Linked DNA regions of Drosophila melanogaster: region 1 is linked to region 2. Evidence: chromatin contacts called from public Hi-C data. All regions are on one chromosome and are shown on one strand. The core of a region is the stretch at or near the end of the contact, and the rest is flanking DNA. Distances in the headings are between cores, read along the strand shown. Region 1 holds the start of lncRNA:CR43431 (long non-coding RNA:CR43431). Region 2 holds the start of ara (araucan).

The links. A called contact is a pair of places that touch in the nucleus more often than the background predicts.
Region 1: a Hi-C map of the Kc167 cell line shows a contact between it and region 2, with 2.2 times the contacts expected there. A contact is called at or near these places in 13 of 107 Hi-C or Micro-C datasets (the Clone 8 cell line, the Kc167 cell line, the OSC cell line and 5 more) and 2 of 7 datasets of targeted methods (both in the Kc167 cell line).

Annotation. Positions count from the first base shown.
Region 1 is chr3L:12,650,726-12,654,561 of dm6, reverse strand. It overlaps lncRNA:CR43431 (long non-coding RNA:CR43431), which reads left to right and starts at 1,472. Exons shown (of 4, transcript NR_048272.2): 1 at 1,472-1,725; 2 at 3,757-3,809.
Region 2 is chr3L:12,578,808-12,582,358 of dm6, reverse strand. It overlaps ara (araucan), which reads right to left and starts at 1,687. Exons shown (of 5, transcript NM_079321.3): 1 at 1,206-1,687. The coding sequence starts at 1,256.

The sequences.
Region 1 (3,836 bases), core at 223-2,722, 72 kb before region 2:
GCTATTTACGTTTTTGACGTGTATAGTTAAAAAAAAACTTTAGCTTAAAGCAAGGCAAACTTATTTACTGTAATTTTCACTTTACTTTGATTTTCCAATTGACACATCACATTCTTCTTCTTCTAAATGTCAAACAGTCCGCCGAGCAAGCTGTCGTTCACAATATTCACAACAAATTTATCTTCCCCCAAAACTGGAATATCAGTATCCAATGCGATTGGATAAGTTTGCCCTCTTTAAGTGACAGCTTCTCTTAATAAAAATGAATTATCCAACATCCAAAGGCGCGACGCAAACAATTTGTTTCGCTTTCAAATGAAACAATTAGACTCTAATTTTAGACTTGTGCGTTGAACAAGTCAATTTTGTATTCCGAAATATATTTTTTGGGGCGCAAGTGACAGTGTGTGATAACTGAAAAATAAATTGGAAGATACAAAGAATGGTTTCATCCCTTACTAAGAGCAGGGCCACATTTTTAAAAAAATACAAACGAATCGAGTTCACCAAGTTAAGTTAAATAATCATCATTGTATTTTTTAGGTTTACTTTACTGTAGTATAGATTGATAAATTAAATTGATAACAGTAGATATTTCAAATATTCTTCAACAAATATATATATTATTTGTATAAAAATAGCATGGATTGAAATTGGCATGATTTCAACGAGTTCCTTTTGCCAGCAAAGTTTGAGTTACTAATTTACATTTCGGTCAATAAAGTTCTTGACGTTCTTTGAGTCATATTTTTTAATTATATTAGTTTCCAAAACCATTTAGAAAACACTTGGTAAACAGCAGTTAAAGCATACACACGAGTTGACGAATTCGTTTTGCTTGGCGGCGCACAGTGGTTTCAATTGCCGCTTTGGGGTCATAAATCTGCGACGCAAAGTGACACATATCGCAGATCAATATTATCGTTGGGCTTTGGGCACTTAACCCCCGGTTACGAGCACACACATTTACATGTGTTTCGAGCGATTTCGAGTGTATACAAATGTCTCTTTCTGTTACGACTCGAATCTAATACACTCCCAGGATCCATTAGAAGTGCAAAACACCAATTAAAGTTTTGCACGGATTACCAGAGGAGTGCAAAAAAAAAACACAAAAAAGCAACCAGTATCGTGGTATTACACTCTATCGTGTTTGTATTCGTTGAGGGGAACGGAAAGGCGAGTGCGAGCGAGACGGTTGCCATCCTACAGTCGTCTCGTTCGCTCTCGTGCTGTGCAGGCCGCAGATAAATGCGCAGCCATTTTTTAACGGGCGGAGCCTAAATAACGGAAGCGCTTGGGACTTTCTGGTCGGGTGGAAATAGTGGGAAATTTTGTGTAGTACGGGAATTTCCCTGACTGATTAGCCAGCTGTGCAGAATCGCTGAGTTTTCCGTGAAAAGTCGAAGAGACTGCGCGCTTTTCGAGGCAATTTTCCCGAGGCAATGCATTTAGAAAAGTCGAACCATCGGCTCCGTGTGCAGTGCTTACGGAAAAGCTCGCGAAGTCCCCGAAAAAGCTCGGGAGGGAAAGCTTGTGCCGCTTTTGCAGATGCAACTTGGCAAGTCAAGCTGCTGCACCTACTACGAACGTTCAAAATGGCGGCTCTGTCGGCGAAATGCCGATAAATCAAAGTTTCTCATTTTAAAAATGCCAAGTGACCACCGCGCCATCACACAGCAGCGGGCACTAGAATAGGGATGGTACTTTTCCCTGACAGTTATGGTGAGTTTGGGTCGTAAAGAATGAAACTTATTTGTGATTTGGTTTGCTTTATTTTTCAATACATAATAAGTACTACAGTCCCACTTATTGGCTATCCTTAACAAAAGAAGAAAGTAAAATCTATTAGAAGATATTAATATATTATGTTGATCGTATGAGCCTCGTTTTAGTTAGCCATCATTTAGATTTTGTCCGCAACTGTGGGTTCTTTTGCGGCATCAAGTGGCTGGTGACTGGTGACTGGGGAGCGGCATTTCATCAGAGGGAATTAATCAGAGCAGATGAAGCGACAACCGAAAAATAACGACGCGGCATCTCCCAAAGAGCCGGCCGCTGCTTATCTCCTCAATCTGAATCGCCGCAGCCGGCTTTTTAGTGCGTGTCCCCCGATGGTTGGGACGCTCGGATGCCGAGATGCATCCCATTTGCAGTGTATCTGTATCTGTATCCGAAGGTGTGTGATCCGAGGAACTGGCGCTTGGAGGCGACAGCAGCGGAATGTCACCGGGGATCCGATCCAGAGACCCTCTTCTCACCGTTTTTTTTATGTTTTTGGTTTTTCGTATTTTTTTTTTATTTTACTGGCCATTCATATCCCCGAGCATCCATCAAACGCGCGCCCGTTCATGTCAAATTATAAAATCCGAAAAAATTTAAATCTAATTTTGCCGCAACGCCGGCCGAGGACCATATTCAAATAGCTAATGGATTTTACTTTGTCCTGACAAGTACAAGCCCATTTAATCAATAATTAACGTAATCCATCAAGTACAAAGTGTCAAATGCACTCGCGAGCGACGACGAGCCCATCAGGCCTAAAAGGATTTCCAGCGAAAAGCGCATCGCGTTAACAAAAAATCAAGTTGTCGCAAAGATACACGAAACAAATCCGCGCCCGTCCTGTCACATCTGCATGTCGAAAAACCAGCAGACCCATCAGAACCCAAGTTTATAGCCAAGCAACCCCTAATTTTAACCCCTGCCTGTGCCGTCTGTCACTCTCGAGATGTCTGGGGGGGTGGGGGGTGGAATAGGCATAAAGCAGCGGCGGCAGCAGGAGCAGCAGCTTATCTAAGCCGAAAAGTCGACCCTGATCAACCACTTGCAGAGCAGACCCCTTACACGTAGATAGCCCTTGTTGTCCAACTCCAAATGGGTATCAAACTACAAATGTCCATTTTTCAATTTACCTGGCCCTTACGCACTGCGTACCACTCCCCCGCACTTTCCCACTGCCACATTGAATCTGAAATGGAATGATATACGGACAGGGGACGGGAAGCGGACAAGCATACGGACAAACAAACGGACAAACACCCACCGAATCGCCCTATAAATTAGCCCTCGGCCGTTGACCAGTTGGTTTTGCTGGCGGCCAAAAGACCGTGAAATTTTCCCAATATGCTGCGTTTTATTTGCGTTTCCCGCCCTGCACTCATCCTCATCCTCATAGCACTGGCCATATACCATATATATCCCATGCCATATCCCATATCCCATATAAATTGGGCATTGGGAACTGTGAACTGGGCACTGCTCGCATTTAAATGGACAGCCCGTTTGACGTATGAATAAATTATGTTCTGGCCCTCGGAGCCCGCACGATCGATTCTTCGGCTAGTTAACATAATTTTTAAAGACAAAGGCTACGCTCCACATATTATCCACGGCCAAAAGAAAGGGCAAGTTGACATCTCTGCGCTTCGATGGGGGAAATTTATATGCCGCAATTTGTCAATTGTTGCAATTTATCTTTGTGTGCTCGCATCTATTTATACAGTTTTATTTCCCAAAGAATAGCCCCTCATAAATAATTGAAATGTTTGTTTATATATATTCCTGGGGAGTGAGACTGCCGATTAAGGATTTGAACATCAGGTAAAATGATAGCAATGGAATTATGCATGCAAAGAAAGCCGTACTTAAATGGAAGTTTAATGAACTGTTCTTAACAATATTCAGTATTGAAATATGTGTGACTGGATCACAATATAAAAATCATATTTATACTTATAATATATATTCTTGCAGAAACATGACGACAAGTGCCCCACTCAATCATCAACAAACAAGTCGTGTTAAAGGTTTGTTAATGGTTCAAAAACTGACTT
Region 2 (3,551 bases), core at 438-2,937:
TGCCCTCAGCTGTCACTTTACGGTTATGAATTTTATGATTTACGATCGCCGCAATTGAATTTTATTGACTTTTCAACAGTTTCACCTGAGCGTGCCTCAATCGGCACCTCCCATCGTCTTGGCCTTCTGATTGCCAAGGCTTTTCCCTTTTTTCTTTTCCTTTTTCTTTAGTTTTTTTTTTTTTTTTTTGCTTTCGTTTTCGACTTTAGTTAATTGGGCTCGTGTGGTCCGAAATGGGAAAGACGCCAGAGTTCTTTGGAGGAAGAACCAGGCAATTGGTAACCAAGTATTATGGCCTGGGAAATTAAAGTTTAGCCCAGGCAAACGCAATCAATAGGAAATTTAATTTACTCTAGGCCTTTCGAAAGCTTCTACAACTTTTGTAATTTATCACAATATTTTACAAATATTTTAGTTGCACCTGCAAGCCGCGCAATTTTGTGCAACATCTTTAAAACGCCGAATCGTTTTTTGTGTGAATTTTGAAGGTTGACAAAAACGCCTGATTCCTCGGAGTGGCTTTTTCTCAGGCCATTTATCAGCCATCTGATTTATTATGGTTTTTTGCTGGCCTGCCACCAATTTACTGTCATAAACATGGAAAAAGTTTGCCTCAAGCAGCTGTTTTTGCTGCTTAGTGAAAAGTCCAAAAGCGCTACAATCAAAGACTTTTAGCGGTTTTGCCCTATAGTGGGTCCTCAAGATCAAATAATCGGATAACTTTGACTGGAGTCGGTGGAAGTACTCAGATGAAAGTTGGTGGTAAGGATTGCTTAAAAAACACACAAATAGAATTTAAACCCAACCAAGCTTTTTTAGGAAAAAAATTTTAGAAAAAATATTCAGATAACGGGTTCAGTTTTAATGATGGAACGCACTCCAGAAAAGATAGTTGTGATTATAAATAGAAAAATTAAATATGTATATGAAAAAATATGATTTTACAACGCTTTTTGCTTGTGACCTCTGTTTTTAATACCTCCAAACATAAAAATTATGAATCTTTAAGGCAATCATAATTACAATAATCAGTTGATTATATCAGTCGTATGAATAATATTGTATCTAAATAGGTTCCCATATCTGCAGTTAATAAACATTTTCATTCCTCTAGTTATCTTGAGATCTCTTGCTACTTAATGAATATGAATAGCCATCATATAGTATATACATCTAGATCAAATTTAGTTAATTAGAGGACCCACCTGCGAGGCCGACGGAAAGCCTCCGTATCCGAATTGTGTGTAGGCAGCCATTTCGCTATATGACTATACGACTATATAAGACCTAGTCTTAAGATACTCTCTCTCTCTCTCTCTCTCTCTCTCTCGCTCGTGGGCAGTCTGCTGAAGGATATACGGTGAAGCTGCTACATCAAATGATGTGCTTATCGGGGGTTTAACAGCTCAGTTTCGATTGGGTCTGTTCACAGTGGGCACTGGCGATAACGACCATAACGACATTGGGCCAACCGAAAGTATCTCGTGGATTTGTTTGGTATTTGCAGTTGCAGCTGTCACTTGTGGTGGATTTTTGTTTATATATATTTTATTTTTTTTTCTGGCTAACAGCACTCGCAAAACGCGGCGGCAACGAAAAATCGACGAAATATCGACGGCAAAAACGCGGCGCTTCAGCACACGCTCCCTTTCAGATGTGCACCTTATAACGTTCGAACACGAACTGGTTGCGAATGCCGTTGCTGTTGGCCGTGTTGCTGCTGCTGTTGCTGTTGTTGTTGCTGCGCTGTTGGGGCGCATTCCGCTGCAGTTGGCGCGGAAGCGGGACAACAATATGCTGCCTCCCCCCATCGAAAGAGAAACGGAATGCCGCTCGCCTTGGAGCGAGCAACAAGAATAACGGAGTCGGCAGACTGGAAGTGTAAGCACTCTAGAGCAACGCCCACCGTTCTCCGGTTTTGTCTGGTGTTGGTGGTGGCATTTGGCCGGTCGCTCTCTCCGCAATTCCAATCCGATTCCCCGCCAGTGACTCGTATTCGCGGCTCACTGGAAGTGAGGCCAGCGCAACCACCAATCGTAGGGCTGCATGAGCTTCGGCTGGCTGATTTAATGGACAGGTGCGAGGTCGCCAGGCGAAAGAAAGCAAAGAAAAGAAAATACAAATGAAATGAGCGGATGGTGAAGGGAGAGGAAGTGGGTAGGGAGCGGGACGCATTTTCACAACTGTCGATGGTCTCTTGTTTTACCCACAATTCCCGGGCAACGCCCATTTGTTTTGTTTGGCTAGTCATTTGTTTGTTTACTTTTCACAATTGCGCGCCCATCGACTGGAAGTGCGCCACCAGCGATCGCCAGCTGGAAGTGGCAACAAAGTGCTGCGATGGCCAAAAGTGGCGACACAAAAGCGTTAATAAGATCAGCAAATTCCAAGACACTCGCACTGTATTTATCGTCTGTCATTATCTTTATCGCTGCATTGCACTTTAGTTAACTCCCATTATCGATCCTCACTAATTAATCTCTCCTAATTCGGGTTTAAATGAAACATTTCCAGCGATCTTTGTTTAAATATCATTCCACTTGGATACCAGTTACTTAAATTATCAACAAGATTTTAACTTTTTATGGAAGGAATTAATATCCTTACTCAAACAGGCAATCATACCATTAATTCTTGGGATTTTTAAATATCAACCAGATTTTTACTTAGCTTAGGTTATGTTATTAGTAATCATAACATATATTAACTTTGAGACATTTTAAATTTTTTATAAAATGTGTATTGCATTTTTTTACTGCAATTGCTTTTTAACAGACACAGATCATTTAAGTATTTTCAACATTTGCGATACTTTGGCGAACAATATTTATGGCAATTAAAATACTTTAATTATCTAACTAAACTAATTGTTATGCTACTTAAATATGCTAGCCAATTTAATTTCGCCACTTAAAATATCTTCTAGAACATAAGCAATTTTAATTGCAATTAAATAGCACTTGACGTGTATCCGAAAAACAAGAAAAGCCTGACCTAATTTTCTTTTTGATAAATTGCATGCAACGTATGTTTCTGCACTATGATACATTAATTGAAAAAAAAAATTGATTTTTCTAAGATATTTTTAGAGATAACTTAAACCTCGTGTGTTTTGCAGAAAGTTCGGTCTTTTAAGAAATCATAAAAAATATATATTATACTGTCAAATTTAGGGCAAGGAATGGCCCACTTTTTCACTTACACCATATTTATTATGAACTTTTAACTATATTTATAAAATTCCATAAGTTTAGTGTGTAAAAGGTACCCGCATATTGCACATGAGCCCGTGAAAATGCTGGATTTGGAAAAAAGTTTTTGCTATTAATGCGCACTAACATATTTGGACATCCGCTTTACGATCTATTTTTTACGATTACGATTCTCCGGCAGGATGAATTCTCCGGTCGAGGACACGCATTCCGGAAATGGAGAGTCCGCCGTGGATGTGATGCGATGTGATGGGGGAGATGAGGTAAACCTCAAATGTTTTTGCGGGTGCCGCGGATGTTGGCAAGCTTGTTTGCAGCGTGTTTTTGTTTGTTCTCCTG